Regions from separate parts of the Anas platyrhynchos genome. Here region 2 is linked to region 1. A link is a contact called in public Hi-C data. All regions are on one chromosome and are shown on one strand. Each heading gives the region's core, a stretch centred on a gene start, on an enhancer-like site or on the middle of the called end of the contact. The rest is flanking DNA. Distances are from core to core; before and after follow the strand shown. Region 1 holds the start of PRSS35 (serine protease 35). Region 2 holds the start of PGM3 (phosphoglucomutase 3).

The links. A called contact is a pair of places that touch in the nucleus more often than the background predicts.
Region 2: a Hi-C map of subcutaneous adipose tissue shows a contact between it and region 1, with 3 times the contacts expected there. The contact joins the promoter of PGM3 here to the promoter of PRSS35 in region 1. A contact is called at or near these places in 3 of 8 Hi-C or Micro-C datasets (skeletal muscle and subcutaneous adipose tissue).

What each region holds. Positions count from the first base shown.
Region 1 is chr3:84,627,788-84,632,050 of IASCAAS_PekinDuck_T2T, forward strand. PRSS35 (serine protease 35) reads right to left here and starts at 2,287. Exons shown (of 3, transcript XM_038176693.2): 1 at 2,126-2,287; 2 at 1,408-1,636.
Region 2 is chr3:84,842,144-84,846,406 of IASCAAS_PekinDuck_T2T, forward strand. PGM3 (phosphoglucomutase 3) reads left to right here and starts at 2,166. Exons shown (of 13, transcript XM_005024795.6): 1 at 2,166-2,643; 2 at 3,079-3,284; 3 at 3,913-4,097. The coding sequence starts at 3,081.

The sequences.
Region 1 (4,263 bases), core at 1,037-3,536:
ATACCTGTGTTCTACCTTTTCAGGATATCATTCAAATATCTTGTCAGTATGACCTATATAACCTCAGAAGAATGCACTTCAAATGATCAGAAGGTTTGTAGACAAGCAGTCCTGGACTATGCTTCTCTTCAGGCTACCCCAGGCTGAATTTATTTGTCTGTGTAGCTCAAACAGAAGAAAAGTTTTGTCCTACTGCCTCATGGTGTTTTATCTTGGTTTGTTCAGAACAGCCTGGGCTTGTAGGAAAGTCAGCACAATTCACATTAGACTTGCATAAATTCAGATGCAGTTCTCAGACCACAAAATATGATAAGCTGAAATACTACCCAGCTCCTTAACTGCTTTTGGCCTTGTTCTTTAAATGGTCTGAAAGCTGGAATTGACAGCTTTGCACTGACAAAGCAAAAGGGAGGACATTTTTGGAAATCTCATACTCCCTGCAAGAAGCCATCACCCTAACCCTATCCACCACTGCTCCCTTCACTCCTCTGGATGTCAGTGCACAGATTTCATCCTGCACTCCCGCTTATGGAGAAAAAAATAATAAAAAAATAGAAAAACACAGCGACTCCTGGCTCTTACAAAATTTAAGCTGCTTCAGTAGGCGTGAGAAGAACGAATTTTACAAGGCTTTTTGAAAACTCTTGTGGGTTCCTGAAATTACACCAAAAAAAAAAAAAAGGAAAGGAAATTTAAATAATAACAATAAAAAAGAAATAAAATAAGAGAAAATAAATGGAAAAAAAAAATAAATAAAAATGATTTCTGTTTCCCCACGGGGGCAGGGAGAACCCCCGGACACCCAAGTGTCGGCAGCCGCTGGGTGGCGCGCCCGGACAGCGGCACGGCTCGGCACGGCTCGGCTTAGCACGGCTCAGCACGGCTCGGACCGGCTCAGCACAGCACGGCTCGGCTGGGCTCAAACCGGCACGGCACGGCTCGGTACTTCTCGGACTGGCAGAGCTCGGCAGGGCTGGGCTCAGACCGGCACGGCTCCTTTCGGGGCCAAGCGGCAGAGCACGAGCGCGTTGCAACTTTCTTTGCAACCCTGCTCAGCCCTCTCCGGGAGCCTCTCCCAGCCCCGGGGCTCGCCACCAGGCAGCCCCCGCTCCTCTCTGCCCGGGGCTGCGCCCTCTTCCCCTGCCAGGTTTGGGGAGGGGGCCGAAGAGGGAAAATCCCCAACCACACAGCCCCATCCCGCTGCGGTCCGGGACAAGCTGAGCGGCTGCCGGGTCTGAACTTGCCCTGGGTCCCCGTCCCCGGCTGCTCTGCCCGAGCCTGATGCCCTGGGGGGACATCAGCAGAGAAACAGAGATTGAGAGGGGGAAAAAAAAAAAAAAAAAAAAAAAAAAAAAAAGGAGGTCGTTGGGTCTTTGCTTTTTCATCGCCCGCTCCGCTTCTGCTCACCGTTTGTGTGCATCAAGCGCTTGGAAGTCCGGTGTTTTCCTGGGAGAAGCCGAGGATCTGGAGGGGAAGGCTCCCAGTCGCTAAAGCTCCTTAGCCATCCTCTGGTCCTGCTTTCAGGCGTGACCGCGGGAGGCTCTGCCTTGCTGTGGCTGATCCAAAGGAGTTCCCTCTCTCCCGAGCCTGAAAGTTAAATACCTTGGCACAGCTCTCTTGCGATTCCGAGATAAATCTGCTCCCAGCGGTGACGAATCTGGATAAAATTAGTGTCAATTCCAAAAAAGAGAGCAGGAATGGTAGCACAAATACTGCGGGGGTGAATCAGAATTAAAGGAGAGGTTGTTTTGAAATGCGAAGAGGCTCCCTCCGTGCCTACAGCCGAAGCTGTACAGAGGCAAAACCTCCTGAAAGGGGAATAAATGTGCCCCTCTCGTCTGTCCTGCTAGTCGCCCGTGTTTCAAAAAGAAAAGAAAAAAAAAAGGGGGGGGGGAGAGGGTCAGAGCAACGTGTCGCTTTTCAGTCCTATCAAAACTGCATCCCTTAGGCTAACGCGGCAGGGGCTTTACACCAAATCCTGCACAAGCCCCGGGCACCGACACCCCTCAGCTCCCCCAAATTTTGCCCGGTGGCAAGGACACGGCCACCCCCAGCCCTCCTCCTGCCCCGCTCCCCGGCGGCTGCCGCCCCGGCCAGGTGCGGGCAGCCTCCCCCCGGGCTGTACCTGGCTCCGATGGAGCCCAGGGGAGGGGAAGCGGCCACCTCCAGGCTGTGAGAGACCCCCTGCCCTGTCCTGTCCTGTCCTGCCCTGTCCTGCCCCGCCGACCCCGGCCCCGGCACCCGCCGCCGCCGAGCACCCGCGGCTACTGAGGACGGGGCGGGGGTGAGCTGCCGGGTCTTCCCGGGCGGGGGAGGGGATGGAAAAAGGGAAAAAAAAAAAAAAAAAGTAAGGGAGGACGGCAGGGAGAGAAGGGGAGGGCTGAGAGGAGATCCCCTCGGGTGGGATGGGGTGGGATGAAGGCACGGGGCGGGGAGGCGCAGCGCCGCGGAGAGACGGGGTCATCCCGGCTGGGGCCGGGCTGGGTCTCCCCGCCCTTCCCTCGGGGTCCCGCAGCGCCTTCCCCTCCCGGGCCATGCTGGGTCCGCTCCTCAGGAGCCGCAGCTCCGCTCATCAGGGCCCCAGCCCTCCCAGCACCTCCCTCTTCTTCTCCCCTCTCTTCCTCCCACTCCGTCTAATGCTTCTGTCTTCCCCTGCCCAGGCTCCCGGAGCACGTCTGGTTGTAGACAGGCAGAAAACCCAGCACTAGAGCTGAGCTTTGGTGCCTTTTCTTCACCCTTGCCAAGGCAGAGACCTTTGGCTGGGGGTCCGTGGGTCCTGTACCATTGCAGCCCCCCTGGAGGAACCAGGAGTCCCAGCTGGTGTCCCACAGCCCCCTGCCCTACAACACAGTTCTTCCTGTGCTGTGCAGGTGCACCACACGAAAAAATTCACTCATTAAAGACTTTTGCAAGAGTCAACCAGACTCTTAACCAGAGTCAATTCAGTGAGTTCTTCTGCTGAAATCAGCTCGTGCTAGACGATGGCCCTCTTGATTTGCCAAAACCGGCAGGAAATTTGTGGCATTGCTAGAGATCAAGTTGAGATCTCCAGAGTGCTATTTTGTTGTCGTAATCATAAGAATATCTTTCCTTTCAAAGACTTAACTTTTGAAACTTAGTGGAACTAATTGTATAAGTAGGTTGGAAACAAGGCATTGGCCAGGAACTGCAGCCTAAAGTTTCATTTCAAATTTTTGAGTTGATTTCTTCAAAATGTTAATTTTCTTGCAGGTCTGCTTTTGTTGCTGCTTGTGCGTACAACTTAAAAGTGTAATACTAATTATTTATGTACCTGAGAAAATGAGCTGAAGGGTTCCCAGTTTAGCTGACAAGGGAAGATAGAAATTAATGTTACCAGGTAGTTATGTTTTACAAGCAATTTCTTGAACATAATCACTTTCACACTGGGTCAGGCCAAAGGCTTTTCTAGACCAAAAGGCTCTGAAAGAGAATTAGTATAGGGCAAGATCAAGCCCTATATCAAGTAGTCCCTTTGGGCACTTTCCCTACCACCATTATTTTAAACTCAGAGGTTTCCTGTGGCAGATGTAGTTTCTACTCACTTAATAACCTTTGCTGGGATTCTTTATCAGGCACTTAGCCATCTTCCCTTAAACCTAGGTAGGCCTTTAGCATTCACAGCTGCCTGTGGTGGCAAGTTTCACAGGTCAACCAAGTGTTGTCCACTACAACTGCTCTCTCACTTCCCCTCCTCAAAGGGAAAGGGGGAGAAAATACAATGGAAAGGACTCAAGGGTTGAGATAAGGACAGGGAGATCACTCAACAGTTATCATCATGGGCAAAACAAACTCAGCATTGGGAAATTCATATAATTTATTGGGGTTCCTTTATTGGGGTTCCTTCCATGGGATGCCATCCTTTCCAAACTGAGCCTGCAGGGGCTGCCCACAGGCAGCAGCTCCTCAAGCACTGCTCCCACACAGCTCCATCCCACGGGGTCCATCCCCCAGGAGCAAACTGCTCCAGCACGGGGTCCCCACGGGTGGGGGCAGCTCCCCCCAGACCCCCTGCTCCTGCGTGGGCTCCTCTCCACGGGCTGCAGCTCCGGCCCGGGGCCTGCTCCTGCGGGGGCTCTCCATGGGCCGCAGCCTCCTCCAGGCCACATCCACCTGCTCCCCCGGGGGCTCCTCCACCCATGGGGGGGCTGCAGCGTGGAGATCTGCTCCATGTGGGACCCATGGGCTGCAGGGGGACAGCCTGCTCCACCAGGGGCCTCTCCACAGACTGCAGGGGAACTGCTG
Region 2 (4,263 bases), core at 916-3,415, 210 kb after region 1:
ATCCAACTGATGTCTACTAAATGAATAAATATTATGAGGAAAAGCTCCATCATTATAGGAGAAGCAAACGCGTTAATTCTACATTTCTCTCACTAAGTACTGTCTAGCTCAGTTTCTTTGTAAGTTTTTAGAAGTCATTGACTATATTATCTACCCACTAATTTCAACTGAAAGAAACTTTTTTTTTTTTTAACACTTTCTAATCTGTCAACCAGTTTTCAAATGATACCCGACCTTTATTTTTCTACACAGTGATTCCCTCCGCAAACCTCAACGGAAGCATTCGTGAGCACTCTCATGACCTGCATTATCTGGATTCAAAATTAGCATATCCAGAAATAAAAGTCATGAGTCTTTGGTTTTCCTTACAAGGAATCATGACTGGAGTGTACTATCAGCAGTTTCTTCCTTTAGAAAAAAATGAAGAATGCTCATGCTCACAGTAAAGCTTTAGACAGCGCTAACTGAATTGTCTGACCATTCTCCTGCACAGACTTTCTGGTCTACGTCAATGTTGCCTTTCAAATTTCCCTGTGATTGAAATCTCATGGATAAGGCCTATTTCTAAATCAGTTTGGTTTGCTGCTTTAAAGGAATTTTTTTTTTTAAGCAGAAACAGGACTGAATGCAAATTCTTTCACTGTTTTTAAGTCCTGACCATGTGGAATCTGCACTGACATGCTGACACATCAATGTTTTAAACAAATAAACAAAATCACAATGAATTATTAGCTGTTATAGAATTACCACTCCATGAAAAATGTAATTTACTTTCTGGACAGTTCTGGAAACAAAGTGTACTTGAACATTTTGATTTATTTATTTTTGTCTGCTCTCATGCTTTAGAGGTATTTCTACAAAAATGAACTTTATTTGTCCAGACCTTCAGCTCTGCCACGGCTGCAGACTGCAGGTCCTGAATTCAAAAAGAGGAGAGAAATTTTCTGCCTCATTGCATAATAGGAAACCATACACATTTTTTACCTTATGAAAAAAAAAAAAAATTAAAATTTCCTTGGTTTATTTGGAAAAAAAATCATTGGTATTAATTTTGTAGTCATCGGCAGAGTGTACTGAAACACTGTCATGAAAAAGCTGCTGTCAGAGTGCTTTGATTTTTAGATTTGAGCAGCCGAGCCTCAACAGCTCAACAGTAAGTGTGGTTTCATTGCTCTGTACCAATTTCCAAGTTATGGTGCTTAGTGACAAAGCGGAAGGCATCTGCTGGTGGTTCTTTACAGCTACTTCAGACTTTTCATTCACATTCTTAATCTACATATTGATAACATCTAAATATGATAATCCATTGTATTATACATTTAAACTGGGGGGAGGGGGGGGAAGAGGAAACACTAAACTTTATTCATCTCATCTTAGGTGTTTTCCTTTCCAACATGCTTGGTCTAACAGCATAAGCATAAAATACAATGAGTTGAACAACTACTACTATTAAGAATTACCATTAATGTAACGAGACCATAATGAGATGATAGCAAAAGGATATTGGGAATGGTGCCAACAGCATTAAAAGATTGTACAGATAGTGCCCAAAGCTCACACGTGATAGAGTGAGGTGGGCTTTCTTTCCCCCCTCCGCTTTGTTTAAAAGCAAAATTCGATAGTGCAGCACAAAAGTCTTTGCATTTCATGGGTTTGTGGAATGAAGTGAGAGTAGATGATTCACAAAGCAGTAAAAGATGCTGCGCACACTGCACCTTGACGGTATCAGTAATGCTCCCTCAGTAATGCTCCCAATGTGCTTTTGTGTTGGAAACCGTACTAATGTGTCAAAATAAAGGGGAAAGTGGCTTTTGAGAATCTCGTCCCTTACCAAATGGGCATCTGATCAATGAATTCAGCCCAGTTGCTGGATCTATTAAAAAAGCCAAACATTTTATGAAGTGTTTATGATTGTATGCACTGTATATAGAGGTATTGCCATTATTTTAAGCACGTATTCACTCTAAGAGATGAAGCATTCTCAGGATTATAGATGATAAACAGAATACGTTTATCTTAGACCAGGAGAAAACTGAGATTATCGTGCCTGATCTCCTTTTTCTTTTCTCTATTTCCCTCTCTCAGAGGAGCCGCCATGAGGCGGGCGGGGGCGCGCACGCGCGCCGCGCTCCCGGCCACCGGCGGCCGTTGGGGTTGGTGGGGGGGGGGGCAGCACCAACGGTCGCCGCCGTTTGAAGCTCAACGGTCGCGGCGCGCGGGCTGCCTCAGGGAGAGCCTCGCTGAGGCGAGGCCGGGCGGGGGCAGCCTCCATCCCTCCTTCACCCCCTGTGCCTGCGGGCTGGGGGCTCGCAGCCGCCGCCGGGGGTCCTGTCAGCGCCGGCTGCCGAGCGGGCGGAGCTCGGAGGCTACGTGGCTGTGCTGAGCCCGGAAGAGGAGGGCGGTGGCGGCTGAGGGCGGTGAGTCCGGGAGCCGCCCCCCTGCAAGCAACGCGGCTGAGCCCCTGGGGGCTGCTCGTGGAGGGGTGCTCGGGTGGCACCCCCGGCCCAGAGCCTGCCAACGTTACGGGTCCTGGGAGCGACTCGTGTTCTGTCGTGTTCTGTCCGCGTTCACGCACCTGGCTGAGCTGCAGCCCGAAGAAGATACCCGCTGACACTGCCCGGAGCTTCCCTGCGATTTGCGAGGGTAAGAAGAGGGGCGGCGGGCTGCATCAGGGCTCAAGGGTTGGTGCGTGGAGCCGTGGTCACGCGCAATGAGTGGCTAACGCTGAAGTGGGAAGCGGCCGGCCCTTTGCCAGAGCTTTGCTGGGAGCCCTGCCAGTGGACAACTGAGAATTTCAGAGCTCCTCGGCTAAATCGCTGCATTGTCTTGTGATCTGGTGAAATCTGGCCCTGCTCTGGTTATCTAGTGTTGCACTGGGAAAGCAGAGGCTCCTTCATGGGTTGCTCCTGTAGTGGTCCTCCCCACAGTCCCTCCAAGGGGTTTATGGGCTATTGATGGTATTGTCTTGCCCTCAGTTTAAGATATCCGTAGCCTTCAAAATTAAATGAAGTGCAAACTGTGAAACAAACTTTAATGACTTGCTTCTCTCACGGGCATCTCTGCTACTTCCTTCTCTAGAAATGGATTTTGAAGCACTGAAAAAATACTCAGCGCTGCATCCTAAGCCTGCTGGACTCACCCTTCAGTATGGCACTGCTGGGTTCCGCAGCAAGGCAGAGCAGCTCGACCACGTCATGTTCCGCATGGGCTTGCTGGCAGCTCTCAGGTCCCGAGCCACAGGATCTACCATCGGTGTCATGGTTACAGCATCTCACAATCCTGAAGTAAGAACAACCTTTTATTTTCAAAGACATCGGATGGGGTCACTGGTGGAATCAAAGCCCCTCACAATAACGGGAACAAAAAGTACCTAGAGGTCACGTCCTGCAGGTACCTGCACATCCTTAAGGGGTGTGTTCAGCCTGCTTCCTTGAAATATGATCTGTGGCATGTTTAACATAGCTTTTCCTCGAAAATATGGGAGGGTTCAGTTGCTGTCATGTGGAAAAATAAATGCTGCAATGTTAGGAAATTTGTAACATGGGCAAGGCCAGGAGTACCCTCGAAAAGATGAACATTTGAGCAAAATCTGGTATTTAAAAAAAAAAAAAAGTAAAATGCAGCAGTTTCAAACCGAACACTTAGACTGCTGTTGCTGTGGAGTATTCCTTAAGACATTTTAATGTCAAATGAACTTGATGCCAAAATTATAAGGGAGGGGGAATCTGTGACTTAAAATGCTGCTTATATTACTTTGGGGGATTGTTGGAGGTCGGAATAAATAGCTAAGCTATCGCTTTCCAGAAACATTCCATAATTAAAGAAGCAATGTGATTAAGCCTTGTGTCAGTTGTCTTCAAAGAGCTTTTAAGTTTCCCACTTCTAGTATGTTCTGTTCTGTTTCCTTCTAAGGAAGATAATGGTGTGAAGCTGGTTGATCCTCTCGGTGAAATGCTGCACCCCTCCTGGGAAGAATATGCCACCCAGCTAGCAAATGCAGAGGAGCAAGAGTTACAGAAAACACTAACTGAGATCTGCCAAAAAGCAGCAGTGAACCAGCAAAAAGATGCTTCAGTGTTTATTGGTAGAGACACCAGGTAATCACAAAATAGGTGTATGCTGCTTTTACAGAGGTGCCAGCAGCTTGTTCCTGAGGGCTGCAGAGAGCTAAGCACCCAGCAGCCACGTTGGGCCTTTGGCACTGATTTGTGATAGAAACCAACAGAAGCGTTCCAACATCATTGCTGTATTAGCTTCTCTGAT